Linked DNA regions of Mus musculus: all the other regions are linked to region 7. The links are chromatin contacts, called in public capture Hi-C and promoter capture Hi-C maps. All regions are on one chromosome and are shown on one strand. The core of a region is the stretch at or near the end of the contact, and the rest is flanking DNA. Distances in the headings are between cores, read along the strand shown.

Region 1 (3,345 bases), core at 299-2,798, 490 kb before region 7:
GGGACCTAAACCCACCTGGGCCATCACCTCTCCAGGACCTTCAGTTTTCCTTCCTAAACAAGGTGGGAGGTAATGTCTCCTGGCCAGGAGTAACATCAGACACCCCAACCCTGAGCTCCAGGGAGCAGCCTGCTGGGCCTATAAAGGTTCTTGTTAACCCTCTGTGACTGAACCTTCAAGTCTGTGTTTTTTAAATTTAAAATTTTTTTGTTATTAGTGTGTGTGTGTGTGTGTGTGTGTGTGTGTGTGTGTGTGTGTGTGTGTGTGTGAGAAAGGACAGCTTGTAAGAGTCAATCTCGGGCTGGTGAGATGGCACAGTGGGTAAGAGCACCCGACTGCTCTTCTGAAGGTCCGGAGTTCAAATCCCAGCAACCACATGGTGGCTCACAACCATCCGTAACAAGATCTGACGCCCTCTTCTGGAGTGTCTGAAGACAGCTACAGTGTACTTACATATAAATAAATAAATCTTTAAAAAAAAAAAAAAAAAAGAGTCAATCTCTTCCTTCCACCCCGTGGGTCCTAGGGCCGGAACTCTTCAGATCATCAAGTTTTGTGAGGCAAATACCTTTAAAGATTTTAAATCAACAGGGACCCAAGCTGAAGAGGAGAGCCACTCACTTCCTGGGCAGCAGGGCTCCTCCTCATCTTGAGCTGGGAGCCTTGAGGAGAACCAGAGACAGTGCACTTATCTGTGTCAGGACCAGGCAGGCCCTCTGTGGTCTCAGGGTCCCTGCTGTCTACAGCCAGGTCTGAGCAACTGCTGGCAGGGTGAGGGTTCTGGGTCTCTCAAGACTGCACTCCTCCCCTCTGTCCCAGTGTCACCTCTCCCTGAGCAGTCTAAGAAGGAGATGAAGGATCTGCCTTCTGGTTCTCAAACTGAACTCTCGATGGTGACAAATGTCTTCACTGTCCGGTGCCTTACTCAGGACTTCCGGCTCCCCAGAGCCTCTCCATCATACCTGACTGACTGCCTCTCTGTGGAACTTCACTCCACCACGGCTAGGGCTAGGACGGTAATTCAGGACAGTGTCTGGTCCTTATCTACCTATCATTAACTACCTTCTCAGGACTCCCTGCTCGCAGGCGTAGGGAGGGAAGTGGGGCACGGGTCTCTGGCTCCCCAGACTGGACATGTGCACAAGTTCACAAGAGCCAGCTGGACCAGCAGATGGGAAGAGAGACTGCCCATCGCTCTAAACCTGCCAGAACTCGAGGTCCCCACGTCTGACAACGGGTGCCTCGGCCCAGTCTCAGGCTCAGGAGTGGCGGGGCTACAGGGGAAGCCCGGATTTGTCTGCAAGTTCCTCCTCCCAAGCAGGCGATGCCTGGGTGTGTTTGACTTTGAGTCAGATCCCCACCTCGTGAAGGGTGTACACACACACACACACACACACACACACACACACACACGTCCAGACACCACACGTCGAGAGCTGAGACCCGCACCCTCAGCTCCGCACCAGCCCGGGGCGCACGCCAGTACACCCGGCGCTGTCCATCACCGCGTGACCCCCTGATCCTCCCAGCCCCTTCTGCACATTGGCCACACCTACCTCTCCCAGCCGGGACCGCGGTGGCCTTGCTAACGGGTGGGTGGTCAGGCGGGCAGACGCCAGCCGTGACACCCCCATCCCGCCTAACCTTCACCTTGCCAAAATTGACTCCCAGAAACAGGACTGGATTTTTTGGAGCGGATTTTTTTTAAAAAACATTTTTTCCCCAGCAGACCACATCTCCGCCCCCAGCTCGCAGTCCCCCGCCCCCCGCACATATACCCTGCACACCCGCGCGCACACACACCCGGCGCGCACAGACACACGCTCCCTCCCTCCGGCGCTCTACTCCTCGCCCGCCCGCCCTCCTGCCCGCCTCGCACGCACCGGCCTCGGCTCCCCGCGCCCGCCGCCGAGCGAAGCTGCGCTGGGCTCGGAGCTGCTCATGGAGAAAGTGCCGGGCGACATGGAGATAGAGCGTAGGGAGAGGAGCGAGGAGCTGTCCGAGGCGGAGAGGAAGGCGGTTCAGGCTACGTGGGCCCGGCTGTATGCCAACTGCGAGGACGTGGGGGTGGCCATCCTGGTGAGGTAGGTGTCGCTCCCTTCTTGGCGGGGCCCAGGACGGGAAGGGTGACAGCGGCTGCGGGCAGAGGCGGGCTCGGCCCGCTGCGAGCTCCGGCGCCACCTCCCCAGTGACTGGGGACGGGTCGCGGTGACAGGGGTGCTTTGGAGCGATGGAAACCTTAGCTGATGCCTTCTAGCTCGGAGAGTGGGGCTCACCATCAGAAACTAGATGCAGGAGAGCGCTTGGTCTCCCCGGCCTCAGAACTCACCCATCCCAGTCAGTCCTCCTCACGAGTGACCCTAGTGATCCCACTAAGATGTATGTCCAGCATCCGACCAGCCCTCAAAGGGAACGGTAGGAGCTCCCCCTCTTTAAGTAATGGGCAGAGAAACTGAGGCTCAGTCAGGAAGGGGGTTAAAGAGGAAACAGAACTCCCTGTCCAGTTGGGCCCTTCAGAAGAACACAGCAGAGAGCTGGGGGGCGGGGGGGGGGGGTAAAGGTCAAGAGGTCAAGCTTCCCGGCTGCCCCTCTTTGCCGAGCTGCAGGTGAGACAGGAGTGAAGCCAGCAGGTACCTGGGATGCAATCCTGGTTGAGTTTTTTTGGCTTGGGGGGGGGGCCAGCTTTCAAGAGACAGGGCCCCACTCTGGACCCCACTCAGGTAAGAAGTATAGCATCTGGCCCCAGAATCCCTGAGGGCGCCCCCCCCTGCCCCCAAGTGACGCCGTATTTATACACCGCACCCTGATAATGTCACCAAGCCCCACAAACTAGAGACTGACTGTAGTTACAAATCAAACCCGTACTCTTCCTCCACGCGCTGGGCCCAGGGGTTCAGGCTGAACCCCCACATACACCCTCAGCCCCCAGGCTTTCAATTCTAGGATAGCAGGGCAGCCTTGTGTGGGGATAGGGTGGAACCCGGGGGCGGAACAGCTGTGATGCAGCTGTTTTCAGTCCCCCGACCCCTTCCCTGGTTCCTCTTCTCCCTCTGCCTCTGCCTCCTGCAAGCCTGGGACCTCCCCTGCTCCCTACCGATATGCCTGGGTTCCAACTCAGAAATAGATCTTGGAGGAAGAGAGTCGAAGCACTTTGGCGGAGTTAGGGGAGGATTCCTGGGGAAGAGGAAGGGGCAGCTAGTTCAGAGTTCTCTGACCCAGCAACGCTGCCCCGGGGGACAGGAACCAAGGAGGGCCCGTGGGACCCTGAAGCTGCAGACACTCGGAGACCCAGATTGGCAGCGTGGGCACCCACACACAAGCACACAGTGGAGAATAGAGTCGCAG
Region 2 (3,459 bases), core at 927-3,426, 410 kb before region 7:
TGGCTATCCTGGAACTTACTACGTTGACCAGCTGGCCTTGAACCCACAAAGATCCACCTGGTTCTTAACTTTTGTTTTGTTTTTGTTTTTCGAGACAGGGTTTCTCTGTATAGTCTTGGCTGTCCTGGAACTCACTTTGTAGACCAGGCTGGCCTCGAATTCAGAAATCTGCCTGCCTCTGCCTCCCAAGTGCTGGGATTAAAGCTGTGTGCCACCACTGCCCAGCATGGTTCTTACTTGTAATCACTCCTAACTCCCCCTCTTGCTGTGTATAGAAGGCCTCACTGAGATCTGGATCCACCAAAAGGGCTTTGAAGGCAAACCTCCGGTGCTTCTGACTTGCAGCCCTTTCTCATGTGGCTCTGGGCTCTCATCACATCCTCTAGACCAGTTCTCTAAGGGGTCATGACCTTCCAAGTTCCACCCGGGACTCTACATACTCTATACCTATCTATTACAGCCTTGCTTACAAGCTGCCTTAGAGCTGCTTTTTCAGCTATTTAATGAGTATTTGTTTCACGTGCCCAACTAGACTGTCCTCTAGGCACATGTTCATGGCATGCACCACCACACCCAGTTGACAACAACTTAAAAAAATTATTGTGATGATATCTGTGTACATGAGTTTGGGCACATGTGGGCATCTAGAAGATGAAGATGCAGTCACTCTGCAGGGCTACAACTTGATTAGGATGCCAAGGGTGCTTGCTAAACTTGACTGACTAGGAGTGAGGGCACATACCTGTAGTACTCACTAGGGAGGCAGACACTGGCAGATCTCTGTGTTTGAAACCAGCCTGGTTTACAGTGTGAGTTTACATAGATAGGTGGATTTCTGAGAGTCCAGGCCAGTCAGGGCTGCATAGTAAGACTCTGCCTCTTTTTTCTTTTCTTTTCTTTTCTTTTCTTTTCTTTTCTTTTCTTTTCTTTTCTTTTCTTTTCTTCTTTTCTTTTCTTTCTTTCTTTCTTTCTTTCTTTCTTTCTTTCTTTCTTTCTTTCTTTCTTTCTCTCTTTCTCCCCCCCCCACCTTTTTTTGATTTTTCAAGACAGGGGTTTTCTAATATATATATATATATATATATATAAAATTTTAAATTTCAATTAATTTTATTTATTTATTTTGGTTTTATTTTGTAGCCCTGGCTGTCCTGAAACTCACTTTGTTTGGTTTTTTTAAAGGCATTTTTTATTAGATATTTTCTTCATTTACATTTCAAATGCTATCCCCAAAGCCCCCTATACCCTCCCCTGTCACTTTGGGTTTTGTTTTTGTTTTTGTTTTTTGTTTTTGTTTTTGAGACAGGGTTTTTCTGTTTAGTCCTGGCTGTCCTGGAACTCACTCTGTAGACCAGGCTGGCCTCGAACTCAGAAACCCGCCTGCCTCCCAAGTGCTGAGATTAAAGGTGTGTGCCACTGCCTTGCAAGACTCACTTTGTAAGTCATGGCTGGCCTCGAATTCACAGATATCCTCCTGCCTCTGCCTTCCAAGTGCTGGGATTAAAAGCATGTGTCATAACTAAACCGCATTTAAAAAATTTTTGTTTGGCTTTTTTATTCTTTTGTTTGTTTTTACTTTTCGAGACAGGGTTTCTCTGTGTAGCCCTGGCTGTCCTGGACTCACTCTGTAGACCAGGCTGGCCTAGAACTCAGAAGTCCATCTGCCTCTGCTTCCCCAGTGCTGGGATTAAAGGCGTGCGCCACCACTGCTTGGCTTGTTTGGCTTTTTCGAGGCAGGGTTTCTCTGTGTAACCTGGACTTGCTTTGAGACCAGGCTGGCCTAAAACAGAGATGGGCTTGCCTCTGCCTCCTGAGAGCTGGGGGTTAAAGGCGTGGCCACCACGTCAGACCCGGGCATAATTTTTTTTTAAGAAATTACAGTCAGTTTTGCGTGCAGTCCCCGCCCCTCAACTCCGGTAGACCAGTACCCTTCCTCAGGCCCCTAATCCATCTTCGTTCCTGCAGCCCTGCCACGCCCCGCGGCAGTCCTTCCACCCCCGCCCCAAGCATCTTCAGCGTCCCCTAGCGACCGGGCGGCGGCTCCTAGCAACAGCATCCCGGCGCCCTAACGACGGCGGCACGCAGGCCTACGTCAGCGCGCTCGGCCCCGCCCCCGCGCCGCCGGCCCCGCCTCCCCGCGCCTTAGGCTGCCGCCGCCGCTACCGCCGCCGCTGTCGCTGCTGCCGCCGCCCGAGACTCGCGCAGAGCAGTTATGGCGGATCCCGCAGCGCCCGCACCCGCCCAGGCCCAGGCCGCCGCCGCCCCGACCCCGGCCGCAGCCCCCGCCGCCGCCGCCCCGCCGCCCGCGCCCGCTACGGACTCGGCCTCAGGGCCGTCCTCCGACTCCGGCCCCGAAGCAGGCTCACAGCGCCTGCTGTTCTCCCACGACCTGGTGTCCGGCCGTTACCGCGGCTCGGTGCACTTCGGGCTGGTACGCCTCATCCACGGCGAGGACTCGGACTCGGAGGGCGACGATGACGGCCGCGGCAGCTCGGGCTGCTCCGAGGCCGGGGGCGCGGGCCACGAGGAGGGCCGGGCCAGCCCTCTGCGGCGCGGCTACGTGCGCGTCCAGTGGTACCCGGAGGGCGTCAAGCAGCATGTGAAGGAGACCAAGGTGAGGCGGGCCGGGGCGGTCGGCAGGGCTCGGGGAGGGGAACGCCGCCTCGTCGCCCGGTGCACCGTCATCACACCGGCCTGGGCGCGCACGCCGGCAGGGCTGCTCCGGGCGAGGGGAGGGGCCTTGCGAGCGATGCTCGGCTGTGGTGTTGGCCTCGGGGTGATGGACGCGCACGGATGCCCGTGGGGACCTCCTCGGGCGCTGAGGCGCGTTCGGCGTTACACTAGTGCGGCGTTTTTTGCTTACAACCCCCACCGCTAAAGGAGGTCCGTGCTGCATTGTGCTTTCCGAAGGGAAGGCCGTGCCGGGGAGGGCTTGGCTGTGGGTATTCCAAAACAAAGATAGAGGTGAAAACCCAAGAAGTTGAGCAGATGCTGACGGAATGCATGGTGGGGCAGCGGCCCCACGTCTTTTTTGTTGTAACCCCTCTGCATCCTTTGAATTGCCTCGGAGAACTTTATGAGGGAAATGATGAACCAGTCCAGGGCCATGATATTAATAGTACTGAGGGAGATGGTGGCAGCTGCGACTGGGTGTCTAGGACTTCTTGGGGTGGGGTGGCCTATGAAATCGTGGACAGAAGAGAGAGGGACCAATGGGAAAAGCTGCATCTTGTTTTTTCGTTCTTTTGGTTTTAACCTGGGGCTCTTAAGCAAATACCACATTCTCCCACTGTTCGGGAAAGAGGCTTGTGAATGGAGCAGTTCTACAAGAGCGGACTGACATCATAAACCTAAGCCAAGATTGGTTTGCAGGCTTGTTTTCCTGAGTGTGTGGTTTTGTATCTGTCTCTCACATATCTTTACCTCACAGCTCCTCCTGTCCTGCCCCTCCCCATCAGGAAA
Region 3 (3,134 bases), core at 494-2,993, 270 kb before region 7:
CATCCCCCCTCGTTTTTTGTTTGTTTTTGTTTTTTTTTTTTGTTTTTCGCGACAGGGTTTCTCTGTGTAGCCCTGTCTGTCCTGGAACTCACTCTGTAGACCAGGCTGGCCTCGAACTCAGAAATCTGCCTGCCTCTGCCTCCTGAGTGCTGGGATTAAAGGCGTGCGCCACCACGCGGGGAGGGGGGGGGGCGGCTCGTTTTTGTCAGAAGAAAAAAGTGCTGAGAACAAGATACAGCAGAAGATCCACATGTAGTCTTGTCTCCTGGGGACAAGGACACCAAAAAAAACAAAAAAGTCCAATGGCAGATCTCTTAGGGAATAATGTTTTACCACCCCTCTCCTGGGCTCAGGCCCTCCTACACGTTTGGAGCTAATAGCTAACTAGGAGTTAGAGCAGAGAAGGGATGTGCCTGGCCTCAGGAAAGCAGGGTACCCACTGGCCAGAGGGCAAAGGCTCTAGCCTGGAGCCAAGTTGGAAGAGGACAAATCCAGGCTCCAAGAACTATTTCCTGGACTGTTTTGTTTCTTAACATACTGAGATTAAAAGAAATTCTTGGCCTCACCTTAGGTATATAAATCTGTATATCCTCCATAAAGGTTATGTTCCCTGGAGGCTTTGGAAGGGCCAGCCTACCTTTGTGGGTAGAGTTGGACTTCCGGAGCCAGGGTGGATCTATCCCTCCCCTGCTTCCTGCAGCACTGGGTGGGTGGGTGGTGTGTGTGTGTGTGTGTGTGTGCACACGGCTGTGTTTGTTGCACCAAGACACAAATCCCTACCTCAGTCGTGTGTGTGTGTGTGTGTGTGTGTGTGTTTTGCATCAAGACACAAATCCCTCAGTCCCCCACCACCCCGAAGTCCCCAAAGGTCTGGTTATCCTCGAGCCCCTTCCCCATCCTCTGCTATCAGAATCGCAACATCCTGCTGGAAGCCGTCTTCCCTTCCTTCTACCCCCACCTCCCCAACACCAAGGCCCTTACACCCAGGGCACAGCGCCCAGCACAGGGCCTCAGGCCCCGATCCAGCGGCCTGGAGGCGGGTCCCAAAGTTGGGCGAGCCAGCGCCGGCCTGGGAGCGCTCTTTCCTGGAAGACATTTTGGCTCTTTGTTTACATTCGCGGCGCGCCGCTCCCCGGCAACATGGCTGTCACCGGCGCGGCTGACAGCGACCCTGCCGCACCGAGCGCCCCCTCCGCGGCCCTGGGGAACACTTACCATCTGCGGGTGGTGGTGGCTGTTGGGAATGTTGCTTTCTTGAAAGAACGTGCTTAGGGCGGTCTGCGGACAAAATACGGGACGCAGCGGCGTGAGCGAGGCCTGGCCGCCCCGGCCCCCCCCCCCCCCGCCGCGGCCCCCCTACGCGGCCCCCGGCTCCCACGCGCGCTCCCGACCCCGGCCCGGTGCACACCTCGAACTGCCAGTGCGCCGCTTGCAGCAGCTGCTGCGCCTGATCGGCCGCGCAGCCCGCGGCCAGCACGAACTGGTTGATCATGACCTGGTGCCGCAGCTCGTCCGTGTTCACCGACATGGCGCTGGGCGGCCGCCCCGGGCTCACGCTCGCAGCTCCGCCGCCGCCCGGCGAATGTTGTGGTTCGGCTCGCGCGGCCGCGCCGACGCCGCAAACAACAGCGCGGGGCGGGGCCGCCAGGCCCAACGTTCGGGGGCCGTGAGCCGACGCCGCTGATTGGCCCACGCGCAGCCCAGCCAGCCGCCGGCTCCCACACGGACGTTCGATTCGAATCCTGCGGCGGGCCCGGCCGCTCTGTTTCTCTCCTCGCCTGGCCGCGCCCATTGGCGGAGTCGGTGCCGCGGGGGCACCCCGGCATTGGCCAGCCTCCGTGTTTTGGCTCCTCCGAGTTGGTGGTTGGCTGGGGCCGCCATCGGGAGGCGGGGCGTGATGCGCTGATTGGCCTACCGTAGGCCTGTTTGAACTCAACTCGAAAACCCTGACCGCGTTCTGATTGGTGGAGGTCATCAGTGTTTGCTGTTGTAGGCGTGGGGGTGGTGCTGGCCAAGTTCATTCATTACTTCATTGAAACTGAACATGCTCAGCTGGAAAAGCAAGACGGAGTGGCTTTGACTCATTTCCTCTGAAAGATGTGGTCATCTCGAGAAACAGAACGATCAAAATAGAAAACACACAGAACCTTCGCAGCTACTCGACTCTCAAGAGTATTTAAATTTTTAAATAGCTTCTAAACAGTCTCTCTTAAAAAAAAAAGAAAAGAAAAAGAAAACTTTTGAAACATGGCAGACAGATCCTGGGTTCAATTTCTTAACACCACAAAACAAAACAAAACAAAACAACACAAAAGAACCAGGCGTAGTGACCACATGGTTTTAATTTCAGGGCTCAGTGGGAGGTAGAGGCATTCGGATAGCTCTGAGTTCGAGGCCAGTCTTGCCTACATGGTGAGTTAGTTCCAGGACAGCCAGCAGGGCTACATAGAGAAACTCTCCAAACACACACACACACACACACACACACACACACACACACACACACACACACACGGGGGTGGGGGGGAATAGCCAGTGCCAGGGCATGCTTTGCATAATCCAGCCTCGGGGTTTAAAAACCTTATGCTTTAAAAAAAAAAAAAAAAAAAAAAGTACCTGTTTTCAGCATGAAGACATTTTCTTTGTCATTATTCCCTGATCAAGAGGACATTGATACATCTATTCACATGAAACTTACATTGTATTGGGTATTAAAGTGACCTAAAGATGATTTAAGGTACACAAGATGGTGAAGTTGGCTGGTAGGAAAAAATGACACATGGTATAAGAGCCCCACTTATCCAAGGATTCTAGACCATGGGGAGCGGGCAGGAACTGTTTCCACCCTGATCTGGAGGATCGGATTGGGAATTTACTGTGAAGGCTCCTGTTTCAGGAAGACATATACTGTTTTTCATCAGAACTAATTACAGCGAAGGTTCTAACTAGTTAGGGTGTGCAGAACAGAAGGACAGAACAGAAGAAAGCAAACCTCACTTCTATTTCTTTGCCAGTGAAGGCAGAGGCAGTGAGAGTCGCTTTCCATGGTGTGGGTGTAAAACCAGACTGGGGTTGACAAACTTGGCAGCAAGCGCCTTTACTCACTGAACTCTTTTTATTTTACCTAAAAGGAC
Region 4 (3,413 bases), core at 524-3,023, 300 kb before region 7:
CATCCTGTCTGCTGAAGCCCCCCGTCTGATTGAGGAGTCCCCCATTGATGAGGTTTGTCTCTGTAAGGGCTTGAGCCTGGCTGAGCTGCTGTGCTGACTCAGTTATGGTGCCTCATCTCTGGCTGGAGCACAGCTGCCTGAATGTTCTTTTTGCTTTCAACCTTGCTCAGGCAGATGGCTGGGTAGGAATTGGGATTTACATGAAAATTTGTTTCAGATCTTCATGTCATTAGAGTCACATGTGGTACCTGAATTCTTCCTTGAAAATAGTTGAGTGTCGTTGGGTCTGGGCAGTGCTAAGACAGAAGGTTTGAGCCCTGGATGCTTGGTTTGTAAAGTCTGTACTTTAGTACATGTGATTTTATGTTTGTAATCCAAGCAAATGAGACATGAATTACAGTTGTGCCCTATTCTAAGTTACATATCAAGACCCTGCCTCAAAATGAAAGCCAAAAAGCCAAGACTGGGGTGTAGCTCAGTGGTAGTGTGCTCACCTCGCCTGTGTAAAGCGTTCAGTCCCCAGTACCACTACAGAAACCCCTCTGCAGCAAAAGTTTTGTTTTGGGGCTTGGACTGTGGGCATTAAATTAAATGTTAGATAATGCTTTTCTGCATAGCCACTTCCTGGCTCACCTGCATAACTTTGTACTCTCTGTCGTCGCTTTGTAACTAGGTGGTGGTGACAAACACTGTCCCTCATGAACTTCAGAAACTACAGTGTCCCAAGATAAAGACTGTGGACATCAGCCTGATTCTTTCTGAGGCGATTCGGAGAATCCACAATGGAGAGTCTATGGCTTACCTCTTCCGGAACATCACAGTGGATGACTAGCTCAGAGCTGCCCTGACCTGCAGAGGCGGACAGACACAGCGGGGTGTCAGCCTGCAAATGGGCTGCAGTCAGGGAGTCTCTACCAGGCTGCTGGCTCCCTTCTCTCCCCATATTCAGAGTGCAGTACCTATCTGGAATGTGTTCTGCTGAATAAGCAGGCATCCAGTTGTAGGCTGGTAACACCTTCCAGTAAGACAAGAAGCCTGACCGCCCAAGACTGGGTGCATGGCACGGCCCTCCTGTCCCTGTCATCAGCCTTGCTCTTAGTGCTGAGCAGACCCTGACGGTTTGTTCACTGGTGTCTGCTCTGGGAAGGCAGCTGAGCCGCCCTGGCACTGGTGTGTGCAGTTGTCCTCTCCCTGCACAAGGTCAACTGAATCTGTCAGGGAGTCACTTTTCTTTCAGAAACTGCTGTGCCTGCTGCCATTAAACAAGGAAGTGTCCCTGCCTGCTTTCACTGAGCTAGTCAGATGAGAGAGTAGCACCCTGTCCCTCAGAACCGTGTCACTCGGAAGCTGCAAATAAAAGTTCCTTGTCTCCCTTGGGTCTTCAGTCGGCTGCTGAGCTCCCAGCTCCCTCCTAGACCGTGACAAGCCTGTCGGTGCTGTGCAAGAAACTGGGTTCAAAACGGGGGTCAGGTCCATGGCTTCAGCGGGCCACAGATGTGTCTCCCATGGCCTCCATTCCCTTCCTAAGCACTGTGGGCGCATCTGTGTGTGTGGATTGTGTGATTTGGACAGTTCTGGGGATTGGACCTAGGGCCTCCTGCATGCCGGGTAGGTGTTCCACCACTGAGCCTTGTCGCCAGTCCCTAAAAAGGTGAACTGAGTGGTCATCTTCCCTTGTGAGCTGTGGTGCTGTTAGTTGCATTGCTGAAGAGACTGCAGTTGCCGGCCATCACAACCCTAGTCTGCACTGTGGGAGGCCTTCTGCAAACACAGCAGAGCTTGGACCTTTGAGCCTGCTCCAGTTCAGAGCCAGGAGTCAGAGAAAAGGGCCATCCCAGGAAAGGAAGAGGACTTGCTAATGGGCTCTGGCAGACAGGAAGGAGTCTTATTTGTGTGATTGTATTTCACTACAGGGAAGTTTCCTCCACTCTTTTTTTATCCCTTAATGATGAGGAAGGTTCCCAACCCACAATTAGGACCTTGTGCACATTGGCCTTTTCAAGCTCACAAAGAAGCTTGCCTTCTGTTAGTGGGCCACATAGGGAAAAACTGAGCAAAGGACTCGGTCATTAAGATAATTAGCTTGGAGGCAGAGAAAAAGTTGTAGCCTAGTGGGCAGGAGAAGCACACACACACATATGGAGAGGGGTGTGTGCCTGTCCGGTGCTTTGTTCTCTAAGACCGAAGACATGAACAACGATGGCTGCTTGCTGTTTTGGCTGGCTGGCTGGCTGGCTGACCTGTGAGTTTCAGGCATGTGTAGCTATGCCTGGCCTTTGAAATGGGTTTTGAGGTTTCTCATGCTTGGGTCACAGTGTTTTTTACCCTCTGAGCCATCTCCCCAGTGTCATATGAGACTTGGTGTGGGGTCTTTTTCAAGATAGGGTTTCTCAGGGCTGGAGAGATGGCCCAGCGGTTAAGTGCACTGACTGCTCTTTCTGAATTCAAATCCCAGCAACCACATGGTGGCTCATAACCATCCATAATGAGATCTGGTGCCCTCTTCTGATGTGTCTGAAGACAGCTACAGTGTACTTACATCTAGTATAAATCTTTAGACCGGAGCAAGCAGAGGTATTGAGTTTAATTCCCAGCAATCACATGATGGCTCACAACCATCTGTACAGCTACAGTATACTCATATAAAATCTTAAAAAAAAAAAAAAAAAAAAAAAAGATAGGGTTTCTTTATGAAGCCCTGGCTGTCCTGGAACCCACTCTGTAGACCAGACTGTCCTGCAACTCAGATCTGCCTGCCTCTGCCTCCTGAGTGCTGAAATTAAAGGCATGAGCCATGCAGTCTGTTCTTAACTAGTCAAGGTACACAGCTAGCTAGACCTTTCTAGGTCTGTCTGCAGTTGTGGACTGGAGAGTTATCTCAGTAAAGCGCCTACCGCAGAAGCACAATGACCTGCGTTCCATCATGGGCTTGGTAGCACACACTGATAATTCTAGCACTGGGGAGGGCAGAGACACTGCAGATGTCATGAGACCCTGTCTTAAGCAGGTGACATTGACATCTGATCCACAGGTACAAAATTAGAGATGAAATAGAGGTTCTTCTGAATTCTAAAAGTGGCATTTTCAGCTAATACTTCCCTTTCCCCTGGCTTCAAAATAGGGATTTTAAAGATGTATGTAGCACTAATAGTTCAGATAGTTCCTGACTTAGAACATGCTACTGCCTGGTGGTTTTTGTAATCTCTGATACACGTGGCCAGAACAACTTAAGTTGCAGGCTGGTGCTAGCCCTCAGATTTGATGCATCATCAAAAATCCTTCCCTAGCCAGGCATGGTGGCGCACACCTTTAGACCCAGCACTCGGGAGGCAGAGGCAGGTGGATTTCTGAGTTCAAGGCCAGCCTGGTCTACAAAGTGAATTCCAGGACAGCCAGGGCTATACAGAGAAACC
Region 5 (3,195 bases), core at 402-2,901, 460 kb before region 7:
ACGTGGCAGACTGGGGGCAGGGTGGTTAAGAGCAACAAGAGCCCAGAGACCTGGCTCACCTCTGAAAGCAGCTCTGCTGCAGCGCCCCCTGGTGGTGGTCTCTCCATACTCTCTGGCTGGGCGAGGACTTCAGAAAGAAAGACTGAGGCCATTGGTGCAGGGGCTGAGGATAGGGACTCCAGACCTGGGGGTACAGGTCTAGTTCGTTCCTCTGCCATTTCCTGCCTGCCGTAAGTTTCCACATCAAATCCCAAGTGAGGGGCTAACCCAGGCCCTAGGCATCTGTATCAGTGGCACCCCCTGCCCTTCTCCGGCCTGCTGTTCTTGTTCAGGAGCTGACAGGTCCGGCGAGTGCTCGTAGGTGGGAGCATGGGAGTGTTGGACAGGGTGTCATAAATGTAGGCCTTCGTACAGGGCTAGGTACGCGAACATGAAGAGTGGTACTCTACCAGGAAGTGGGTAAGAACATCACAAGATGGCACCACCCAGAGCCGAGTTAAGGGAGGGATATCTGGGTCCAGGAGGGAGATGAGGAGGCACAGCCCAGCTCCTATGGGCTCAAGGTGGCTAGAGACGTGGGCTAAGGAGGATAAAAGCCTGTGGCTTAAACTTGAGGGAGGGCCGGCCGTCACCACTACTAATAATAGCAAAGATAACAGCAGCTGCTAGTTAGAGCCAGGGGCCCCACAAATGCTCCCTGTTACTGCTACCACACAGAGAGGGGAAAGCTGAGACCGAGGAGGCTTAGGGGATTCATCTAAGACCACAGGAGCAGTCAATGGCAGATCAGGATTTGAACCCCCGGCTCTGTTAGCTGGAGTCATATATAGTTATTTCTCATTACAGCCAACAAAGCAAGTTACTTGGTCAGTATTGGCCAGGCTAGAGTATCCAAAGCCTGGGCCTGGGGGCTGTTCATGACACGGAGATGTGGAGGGCCTTCCTCTGCATCTATTGCCAGTTACTGTGAGAGCCAGCTTTCAGCCTTAGCAAGAAGCCTCTGTGTCCTTGGGTGCAGAGCAACATTCACAGTTTCCTAAGGGACAGTCCCAAGAACTAGCATATACCTCGGTTGCCTTTCCAACTGCTCTGTGTTTAGTCCTGGGGTGGTTAAGGGGACAAGACCCAACTTCCAGCAAGGACCCGGTCTGGCCTAGAAGGGATGCCAGGCCTGAGGAGAGATCATTCTAATGGACGAAGGAGAGACAGCAGCTAGAGAAGGCCAAGGCTTCCTAGACGATGTAGCTGCAGCGATCGATCGGGGATTCTGGAAAGGATGCAAGCCTAGTCGAGGCTCCTGGAGTCAAAGGAGCCTGAGGTCACACGAGAAAGAGAAGGGGAAATTGAGTGGTTTTTGCTTGGTTGTTATGGGGGTGTGTCCGTGTGAGCGCGTGTGTTGCTGGAGATCGAACCTAAGATCTGTGTGCTAGGCAAGTGTTTAAATGTGGCCATAAGTGGAGCAGCAGGAGCTACAAGCCCAGGCAGAAGCCGCGGGCCGACCACGCCCCCCGAAGCACCGCCCACACACCAAGAAGCCCCGCCTCAATGAGGCCCCGCCCACACCCAGTCCCCGCCCCTGCGCCCTCGCGCAGGTAGGGAAGAGGCGGAGCGCTGGCGCTCAGCCTTGTAGCCGCCGCCCCGCCGCTGCCCACTCTGCTCTCAGCCGCTTCCCGGGACGTGGGGCCTCCGAGAGGTGAGCACGGGGAATTGGGTGCGGCGGAGCTCGGGTCCGCTAGGCCGCGGGTGGCCAGGGATTCACGGGGCTGCCCCGTTCGGCCGCGGGGAAGGTCGGGGGCTGTGCGCCCCGCAGAGCGCCCTAGAGGCCGAGGCTGGACTCTGTGCCCGCGGGACCGCTGGATCCCTCCCGCAGATCCTTGGCCTCTGCTGGGACCAGGACGCCTAAAGGGGTTCCCCGGGGCACAGTCACCAGATGTCTGGGCGCGTGGTTTGCGCAAAAGTTTAAAAGCCCAGAGAGGAAGAGAGGGCACTGCCCAGTGTTGGAACATGCGACTCCGCCTCCAACCAGAAATCCCTTTTAGACCTTAAGACTATATTCCCCTGTCTCCCGGGTGAACTTCCAAAGTCCTCGGGCAGCGTTTTGTGCGTGGAGCTTCGCCGCCGTGGTAGTAACAGGTGCGGGGGTGGGGGATGGGGAAGGCTCACACCGCCAGAGTAGTCCGCGGCTCAGAAAGTGTACTCAGGAGTCCTGGCTTAAGGACCGAGGGGTTTGGAGAGTTGGGCCCCCAGCTGATGTTTCTGCATTGGATTGAAAGTTAGGGAGCGAAAGGTCTGTAGGGCCCAGGTCTCTACCACAACCCCAGGGCAGAAGGGAAGCCAGGTCCATACCTTGATTCAACTCCAGGAAACACCGAGCCGCGAGTCTGTAGGGCCGGGACATAGAGAGCGAAGGTGAGGTGTACCTGAGGGATTGCCTCATAGGTGGAGCGGTTGCTGTTTCTCAACCAGCTGCATTGGGGGTTCCAGTGTGGGTGACATCTTGTGGTGAAATACTGTCCCCAGCATCTATGTTGTGCTGTTGTGATTGTAGTCAGGGAGAAGAAAATGAAACTTGGTTTCAAGCAGTGGTTCTCAGCTTAGGGGTGCTTTTGCCCGCTAAGGATATTTGACAATCCCTGGAGACACTTGGCCATCACAGGTCTGCCCCACAGTACAGAATCTGGCCCCTCAAAAGTCAACATTGAGTGACCGTCCTATGACCACCAGCCCACTAGGGTACTTCTTGTGAATTTCTCTCCCTACCTAAGTTTCTCCAGGGGCTGGGAAGGGCCAGGACGAATCTCAGTGAGAGATAAAGAGATAGGTGGGCAGGCTTCGCCCTGGCTGGCCACTGGCCCTGTGGAGGAGAAGCTGGGAACAGTGGCTCTCTCGAAGCACAGGTCTGTAGTACTTTACCCAGGATAGCTTCAGACACAGGATAAGCTCAAGGTAAGCCAGAGTAGCCCTGGGGATGGAGGAAGGGCAGGACCAAGCTCTGTTCCCATGGAGTTTCCCAAAGCTGGATGAGCTGAGGTCTCCCGGATAGCGGAATGCCATGTGACCAACTGGAATTTTCCTTCTGAACACAGAACTGACTCCCCTAGCTATTTACACCAGGAAAGTAACATCCAAGGAATAACGGGTCCACTGATTCCCTGTGGCTCCTCTCTTTCCTTCCAACAGGATGGGTTGCCCCTG
Region 6 (3,430 bases), core at 515-3,014, 270 kb after region 7:
GTGTGGCATGGGACATGGAGGTTCTTGCTATATAGTAAGTGTCCTGTAGGCCAGACAGCAGAAGCTTGGTCCCACAGTTTCTCTACTTCCTCCTTGTCTACTTGATCATCCAACTCCAGCTCCCCACACGGATGAGGGCAAGCAGCGTGTCTGTGCCTGATAAGAGTCATGGGGGCTCTCAGCCCCTTTTGTCCGTTGAGGAGCATCTCGAATGAGACATAACCAACAGATGTGAGAGACCTGAGAGGTCAGAGCCTAACCAGCAGGGCAGAGATGCCCACTGTGCCTGTTGAGTGTTTGAGCAACTCCATCAGTGCTGGGGCTCCGGTTTGGAGTCAAAAGTGGGTGCTTGAAGCCTTGGTGGTTCTGCTGCCCTGGTCCCCAAGTTTTCTAGACAATGGAGAGAACTTCCTGCTCTGGTGGCCAATAGAAACTAAGCGAGCTCCTCTCCTGCAGCCATAGAAGCTGGGCCTCCCTCTGAGCTCAGGGACTGCTGGAGCCTGTGTGTCCCAGATGTGGCTCAGCTGCAGTGCAGTCCCTCTGTTGCACACTTGTTAGTATTACCACAGGAGTTAGCTTCCCAGTCCCACACAAACCAGAGTGCACCCCCTCTGCTGAGCCAAAGAGACTCTCGGCCCTCCCCTTGGTTTCCAAAACTGAATGATGTTTTTCTTTCTTACTGGATAACAGTGTGTTTGCTTTGGAAGGGACGTCTCACGGGGACTTGAACCCCAGTGTGAGGACAGGAGGCAGAAGGGCTTAGCAGCCTCCTCTCGTGAGGCCCTGCCCAAGAAGGTTGTGCTTGCCCTGCACAAGGACTGAAGAGAAGAGCTGTCTGGGGGCAACCATTACAGTAGTTAGTGTGGAAGAGACTCTGGGGTCTTTTCCAAACTCATTCATGTAGTCACAAACTCCTTTCCAAACTTGGGGTTTGAATTAGGGTGCATATCCCTGGCTCAGTTTTCAGAGATCATTGCCAAAGGAGGATCAGGGGTCCTGGTAATCTAAGTGGGTGCAGAGACTCCTCCCTAGGATGATCCTGAGCCGGAAGCACACAGCGGTGAGCAGGTCAGAACTCCAAAAGACAGGAAAGCTGCTGCTCTTGTCCAGCATCCAAGTAGGCAGTTCTGCTGCTGGCTCTACCAGCTCCTGGGGCCAGAGGCCATTCAGCAGGCTGGGCACACCTTGTCCTGAGCCTTCTTGAGAACCAGGGAGGGCTCAGCCCTAATCCTTTCGGAAATGGAGGCTCAGCAAGATTGGGGGCCATATCCTAAACTCACTGAATAGAAAAGGTTTAAATGGATGTGTCCAGCAGCCCCCAGCCCCTGTGCCACACACCGAGTAGCAGTACATCCCCCTTCTCTAGTACCAGGTCCCAGGGGAAGAGCACTCAGGTATACACACAGAGGAGGTGACTAAATTCCCATAGGAGAGTGGCCTAATATATCCCCCAAGACGTTCCTCTCCGAGCTCATGCTAAGCTGTGACTCCTCGCCAGAGATACGAGACCCTGGCTGCCCTCCTTTCCCGATCCTGTCACCTCTAGCCAGTGTCTCTTACCTGGGAGCTCAGATAGTGGGGAGCCTCGAAGAGGTGTCCCAGTACAGAGCCTCTATGTACCTCCTGGAAGTCCTTTGGCCACCACCTTTGACTTCTTCACCAGCGCTGCCACTTTCCTGCCTAGGCGGCTGCTTCTCACTCGGGCACCTCCTGGTGCTAGCTCCCGGTTGCTGACAGCCAGCTGCTGTCCAGCTTCAGCGCCTCATCGCTTCAGCTTTTTTGTTGTTGGTTGTCCTGGAGATCTAGGTGTCAAATTACAGTTGTGAGGAGGAGCCCAGGGAGTCCTCCCCTGAGCTTGACTTGCCCTTCACGCCCTATGCCTTTCCCTGCCTAGAGGTCCACTCTGCTCTCTGGATCCCCAGACGGCTCCCTCTCTTATTCTTCCTCCTGTTCTGCCCTCCTCCTGCCTTTGAGCCAGGCTGTAGGCTGTAGGCTGTAGGCGGAGGGCTGGGGTTGGGCTAATGACAGAAGTGGTTGGCTGTGGTTCCCTGTGGAAATAACCCCGGGGGGCTCCGTCTGAGGTTGCCAGAGGAAGAGGGTGGAGTGACTCGCTCTTGGGTGCCCCAGCACCCTCTGGATGGCCTTTTTGGCTTGTGTCCCTGACCACCCTGGTCTGTCTCTTGGGCCACACTCTGGCTGCTCTCTCTGCCCTCTGCCAGAAAGAAAACCGGGCTACAGGATCACCCAAGCACGTCAGCAAGCTTTCAAGCAGCCCTCTGGTGTGGTACTCTGCCATCTACCCAGGGGCATCTGGGGGGAAGATGAGGATCCTAGATACTCTAAAAGTAGTCTGCGCCGGCCATGGTAGTGCACACCTTTAATTCCAGCACTTGGGAGGCAGAGGCAGGTAAATTTCTGAGTTCGAGGCTAGCCTGGTCTACAGAGTGAGTTCCAGTACAGCCACGGCTACACAGAGAAACCCTGTCTCGAAAAAAACAAAAAATAAGTAAATAAGAAAAAGAAAGAAAGAAAAGTAGCCTGCTTGTTTTAGTGAGGGGCCTTGGGTCCTTCTAAGAGAAAGGTCACTGCTGGTCTCGTTCTGCTCAGCTGTCTGCATGACAGCTCTGTTGGCCCATTAACGTTTGTCGGTCTTGCCACCAGCAGACCAGGCTGCAGGGGGAGGACTGACCTCAGCTCTGCAGTCAATGGAGCCCTTTGAATCTGAGCACAAAACCCCAGTGAGCCAGGGCTTGGGGCAGGGTGTAGACAACCATATGGTCACAGTGCCTAGATGCCAAAGCTTCTCAGAGACAGGACAGGCCACCACTGTACAGGCAGAGGGAACATTTGTCGTGTATATTCAGTGTTAGTGGGAGCTGGCTGCAAGAGCGCCCCCCAGTGGCTGTCTCAGCTGTCTTCCTGCCACTTCTATGCAGTTTTAGGGCTGTTCTTCACTTTGCTGGAGGGACCCTACTTCTTTAGAAGGTGGCATTGCAATTTGCTTTCCTTACAGTAGCCTGCTGTGTGGGGTCAGATCCGCAAGCAGTATTCAGACTAAGAAAACCCTCTGTTCCAAAGCTGTTAGTGCCGGCTAATCTTAAGCCTGGGCACTCAAACTGCCCTGCCTCGCGCTGTCTCTTCTGGTTCCCAACCCTGTACCACATTTCTGGCACTAGAGATGACTGTAAGGACCCTGATAGAACAGTGGCCTCTCCCAGGGCCTCAGCCTGGGGATCCGAAAAGAGACTGGCCTCCTGCACCAGGTGGGCTTCCTGCCACCAGCTTGGGCAGGAAGTGGTTATCCGCAGGGGAACATCTGGAGTTAGAGGCTGAGAGGGAGGCTCTAGTGAGGCTCTAGTGAGGCTGGATCTCCCTGGTGAGTGGGCTCACGAGTGACTAGGCATGATGGCCGCTCTCAGCATTGTGTGCC
Region 7 (3,234 bases), core at 504-3,003:
CTCAGTGGGTAAGAGCACCCGACTGCTCTTCCAAAGGTCCAGAGTTCAAATCCCAGCAACCACATGGTGGCTCACAACCATCCGTAACAAGATCTGACTCCCTCTTCTGGAGTGTCTGAAGACAGCTACAGTGTACTTACATATAATAATAAATAAATCTTTAAAAAAAAAAAAAAAAAAAAAAGAGTGTGAGTTATCATTCCCAAGACACTCCTGTGCTTGGTCTGTGGTGTCCCTGAGAGAACCTGTGTCCCTCTTATGTGATGTCCCTGAGAGAACCTGTGTCCCTTTTATGTGATGTCCCTGAGAGAACCTGTGTCCCTTTTATGTGGTGTCCCTGAGAGAACCTGTGTCCCTCTTATGTGATGTCCCTGAGAGAACCTGTGTCCCTTTTATGTGATATCCCTGAGAGAACCTGTGTCCCTCTTATGTTATGTCCCTGAGAGAACCTGTGTCCCTTTTATGTGGTGTCCCTGAGAGAACCTGTGTCCCTTTTAGGCAGCACTGCTTGATTAGCTTCCGGCCGACATCATCCGTGGTATGGTTGCTTTCTCCTGAGTCTGTTCCATTTCCCTCCTACAAACTGTATACAAGATTCTCCCTCCCCTCCTCTTCCACCTCCTCCTCCTCCTCTTCCTCCCCCTTCCTCCTCTTCCTCCTCTTCCTCCCCTCTCCTCCTCCTCCTCTTCCTTCCCCTCCTCCTCCTCCTTTCTCCCCCTCCTCTTCCTCCTCCTCTTCTTCCTCCCCCTCCTCTCCCTCCTCCTCCCCCTCCTTGTCCTCCTCCTCCTCTTCCTTCTCCTCCTCTTCTTCCTTCTTCTCTTCCTCCTCCTCTTCCTTCTCTTCTTCCTCCTCTTCCTTCTTCCTTCTCCTCTCTTTCCTTGTAAGACAGGTGTATTAGCTGATTTTGTGTATAACCTGACACACCCTAGAGTCATCAGAGAGGAAAAAGCATCAGATGAGTAATTGCCTTCATGAGATCCAGCTGTAAAGCATTTTCTCAATTAGTGATCAATGGGGGAGGGCCTAGCCCATGGTGAGTGGTGCCATCCCTGGGCTGGTAGTCTTGGGTTCAAGGCACTAAGTTCTTTTCTATAAGAACACATGAAGTTGGGGAGGAAACAGCTATGGGAAGATTTGGAGCAGGTACAATAGTACAATGGAGGGTGGACTCGATCTAAACATCAGCACATATAAAACAATTTTTTAAAATTAAATTTGTAGAGAGTTGGAGCATCTGTGTTGGCAGAGCACCACCTTGCCTCTGGCTAGAGATTTATTTACTCCTTCTTTGGATTGCACCTAAGAAAGTGTGTTGTGTTAATTCCGAGACACTATTATGTAGCTGGTCTCAACAGCCAGTTTTGACCTAGGAAATTGACAATCTAGGTCTAGCCTAGGTTTCAAACGCTATGATTCTGGGCGTGGCATGTCCACTGTGTGCCTTTGTTGATAGTTTTGGGTCTTCTGACAGAGCAGCTTTGACCTTATGATTGATCAAGAAGAAGATCATGGTCACCAATTAGCCCTCCGAACTTGAGGAACTCCCTTGCACCTAGTCGGGAGATGCTTTCCCCGCGCTTCACGGGAGTGACGTTGAGACAGCTCCTAGCAACTCGCGGAGCATCCAACAGACGCCTTGCCCCCGCTGCGGGGCACGCTGGGAGATGTAGTCCTTCCGGTCAAGTCCTGTGGTTCGGCCCGCTAGTGAACGGGCGACGGACTACAGTTCCTAGAATCCTCCACGCCACCGTCTATTTGAGGCCAGAGGCTGCGAGGTGGGACTGTCGCCGGCGGAGAGGTGGTAGGCCTGGCCGAACGGAGCGCACTGAGTGGAGTCGGAACCCTGGGATCTGGTTGGGCTTGGTTTCCGTGGCCTTGTTTCTGAAAGGACAGCTCTTAACAGGGCCCCTAGGGACTAGGGAGAAGCTCGGCTGTGTCTGGATTCAGACGGGATGGGCGCGCGGGGGATGGAACATTGAGAGGCACAATGCCTGGCCTGGCGCTACACTCCGGGACCCGCTGTGGCTGAGGGGCGGGCTCGCGGATTTTAAAATGCCTTCATGGAGTTGGTTGAATATGTGAAGACGTGACAATATTCTGGAACACTTTGGCCATTACAAGCTGCCCCTAGAAAATGTACCCCCGGCCCTGTCTGGGAAGCTGCGACGGAATGCATAGGAGATAGCAGAAATTCTTTGATGTGATATGAGCGAAAACGCGTTTGGACTTGTAGATCGCTAAAGTTGCCATTGCACAGGAGAAACACAAGCATTCCCCTGTGTCCACAACCCCAGATACACTTTGCATTTTAATAAGAGACTAGGCACACCGAGAAGACAGATGAGCGCCCCAGCTGCCTTTCTTCCTAGGCACGTGAAGGTGGGTTTGGGTGAAGTGTAAGAGACAAAGAGGAGGTAGGAAATGCTGAGAAATTCTGTTCCCTGTATGAAATGTTTATCATATGTGAACTCACTGTCAGGCTTTGTGCTAGATGCAGCCTATAGAGAGTTTCCTGGCAAGGGATTTGAGTCCGGATGTGGTTTCTCTTTCCAAATGGCTCCACTTGTCACCACTTCCAGGGTAAAGGATATGGTCTACTTTTAAAATACTCTCCAAGCCAAGGAAAGGCCGATAAGTGAATAAGGAATCCTCATGTATTCTCTCTCCCTCCCACCCCTCCCCCAATCTGTTTCTTGCGGCAGGAGCTTACCCTAGCCCAAGAATTCACTATATATATCATTCAAGCTGGCCCCTAACTCAGCAATCCTGCTTCAGCCTCCCAAGTGCTGGGATTGCAGGTATGAAGCACTGCCTAACTTTTTCTTCTTTTTAAAATTTTAATTTTATGCGTATGGGTGTTTTGTCTGTGTGTCTGTCTGTGCACCACATGCATGTCTGGGCAATCAAAAAACACATCGATCCATTCATCTGTCCCCGATGGGAGTGACAGTTTGTAAGCCCCTATGGGTACTGGGGATCCAGTCCAGCTCAAATACTCATCTCTGTCTCTTTTGATTTGTTTGTCAGGGTTTTTCGGTGTAGCTCTGGCTGTCCTAGCAGTCACTCTGTAGACCAGGCTGGCCTCAAACCCAGAAATCCACTTGCCTCTGCCTCCTAAGTGCTACCACCTCCAGACTGCTTTTTCTATTACATACCTCAGGTTGGCCTAGAACTTGTGATTTTCCTGCCAAGTTCTAGGGTTGCCGCTAAGTGTGTATGATCATACCCACCTCA

What was found. Promoter capture Hi-C pulls out the DNA fragments that hold promoters and counts their contacts. Capture Hi-C pulls out chosen DNA fragments and counts their contacts.
Region 1: a promoter capture Hi-C map of adipose tissue shows a contact between it and region 7. The contact joins the promoter of Cygb here to the promoter of Fbf1 in region 7. A contact is called at or near these places in 1 of 39 promoter capture datasets (neural stem cells) and 1 of 9 other capture datasets (adipose tissue).
Region 2: a capture Hi-C map of embryonic stem cells shows a contact between it and region 7, with 2.2 times the contacts expected there. The contact joins the promoter of Ube2o here to the promoter of Fbf1 in region 7. A contact is called at or near these places in 2 of 39 promoter capture datasets (the 3T3-L1 cell line and maxillary cranial neural crest), 1 of 115 datasets of contacts at active chromatin or transcription factors (large pre-B cells) and 1 of 9 other capture datasets (embryonic stem cells).
Region 3: a contact with region 7 is called in a promoter capture Hi-C map of pancreatic islet. The contact joins the promoter of Ubald2 here to the promoter of Fbf1 in region 7. A contact is called at or near these places in 2 of 39 promoter capture datasets (cranial neural crest and embryonic stem cells), 1 of 15 datasets of contacts at CTCF or cohesin (the NIH/3T3 cell line), 1 of 484 Hi-C or Micro-C datasets (embryonic stem cells), 10 of 115 datasets of contacts at active chromatin or transcription factors (the NIH/3T3 cell line, the SCID.adh cell line, craniofacial prominence and 7 more) and 4 of 9 other capture datasets (adipose tissue, embryonic stem cells, liver and 1 more).
Region 4: a promoter capture Hi-C map of liver shows a contact between it and region 7, with 3 times the contacts expected there. The contact joins the enhancer-like site here to the promoter of Fbf1 in region 7. A contact is called at or near these places in 11 of 39 promoter capture datasets (the C10 cell line, cranial neural crest, embryonic stem cells and 6 more), 2 of 484 Hi-C or Micro-C datasets (bone marrow-derived macrophages and olfactory sensory neurons), 9 of 115 datasets of contacts at active chromatin or transcription factors (astrocytes, embryonic limb bud, embryonic stem cells and 5 more) and 5 of 9 other capture datasets (adipose tissue, embryonic stem cells, liver and 2 more).
Region 5: a promoter capture Hi-C map of liver shows a contact between it and region 7, with 2.5 times the contacts expected there. The contact joins the promoter of Rhbdf2 here to the promoter of Fbf1 in region 7. A contact is called at or near these places in 2 of 39 promoter capture datasets (the C10 cell line and liver) and 2 of 115 datasets of contacts at active chromatin or transcription factors (bone marrow-derived macrophages and embryonic stem cells).
Region 6: a contact with region 7 is called in a promoter capture Hi-C map of pre-B cells, with 2.7 times the contacts expected there. The contact joins the promoter of Smim5 here to the promoter of Fbf1 in region 7. A contact is called at or near these places in 1 of 39 promoter capture datasets (pre-B cells), 1 of 115 datasets of contacts at active chromatin or transcription factors (pancreatic cancer cells) and 2 of 9 other capture datasets (adipose tissue and pancreatic islet).

The regions. Positions count from the first base shown.
Region 1 is chr11:116,652,516-116,655,860 of GRCm38.p6, reverse strand. It overlaps Cygb (cytoglobin), which reads left to right and starts at 1,548. Exons shown (of 4, transcript NM_030206.4): 1 at 1,548-2,084. The coding sequence starts at 1,942. It also overlaps a transcript of Prcd not described here.
Region 2 is chr11:116,580,164-116,583,622 of GRCm38.p6, reverse strand. Ube2o (ubiquitin-conjugating enzyme E2O) reads left to right here and starts at 2,176. Exons shown (of 18, transcript NM_173755.3): 1 at 2,176-2,611. The coding sequence starts at 2,210.
Region 3 is chr11:116,432,703-116,435,836 of GRCm38.p6, reverse strand. It overlaps Ubald2 (UBA-like domain containing 2), which reads right to left and starts at 1,743. Exons shown (of 3, transcript NM_176902.3): 1 at 1,409-1,743; 2 at 1,216-1,278. The coding sequence starts at 1,528.
Region 4 is chr11:116,468,816-116,472,228 of GRCm38.p6, reverse strand. Prpsap1 (phosphoribosyl pyrophosphate synthetase-associated protein 1) reads left to right here. Exons shown (of 10, transcript NM_026364.1): 9 at 1-52; 10 at 674-1,413. The coding sequence ends at 832. Among named protein-coding and RNA genes, the nearest start is that of Qrich2, 16 kb to the right of the region's middle. Within about 2 kb of position 1,773, at least 14 of the 459 cell types and tissues checked have an H3K27ac peak or open chromatin away from gene starts, as enhancers often do. A contact at or near this core is called in astrocytes and liver, where this site is marked.
Region 5 is chr11:116,622,676-116,625,870 of GRCm38.p6, reverse strand. It overlaps Rhbdf2 (rhomboid 5 homolog 2), which reads left to right and starts at 1,651. Exons shown (of 19, transcript NM_001167680.2): 1 at 1,651-1,693.
Region 6 is chr11:115,898,473-115,901,902 of GRCm38.p6, reverse strand. It overlaps Smim5 (small integral membrane protein 5), which reads right to left and starts at 1,764. Exons shown (of 3, transcript NM_183259.3): 1 at 1,561-1,764. All of the region lies in intron 7 of Recql5 (RecQ protein-like 5), which reads left to right.
Region 7 is chr11:116,166,697-116,169,930 of GRCm38.p6, reverse strand. Fbf1 (Fas (TNFRSF6) binding factor 1) reads left to right here and starts at 1,753. Exons shown (of 31, transcript NM_172571.3): 1 at 1,753-2,379; 2 at 2,703-2,798.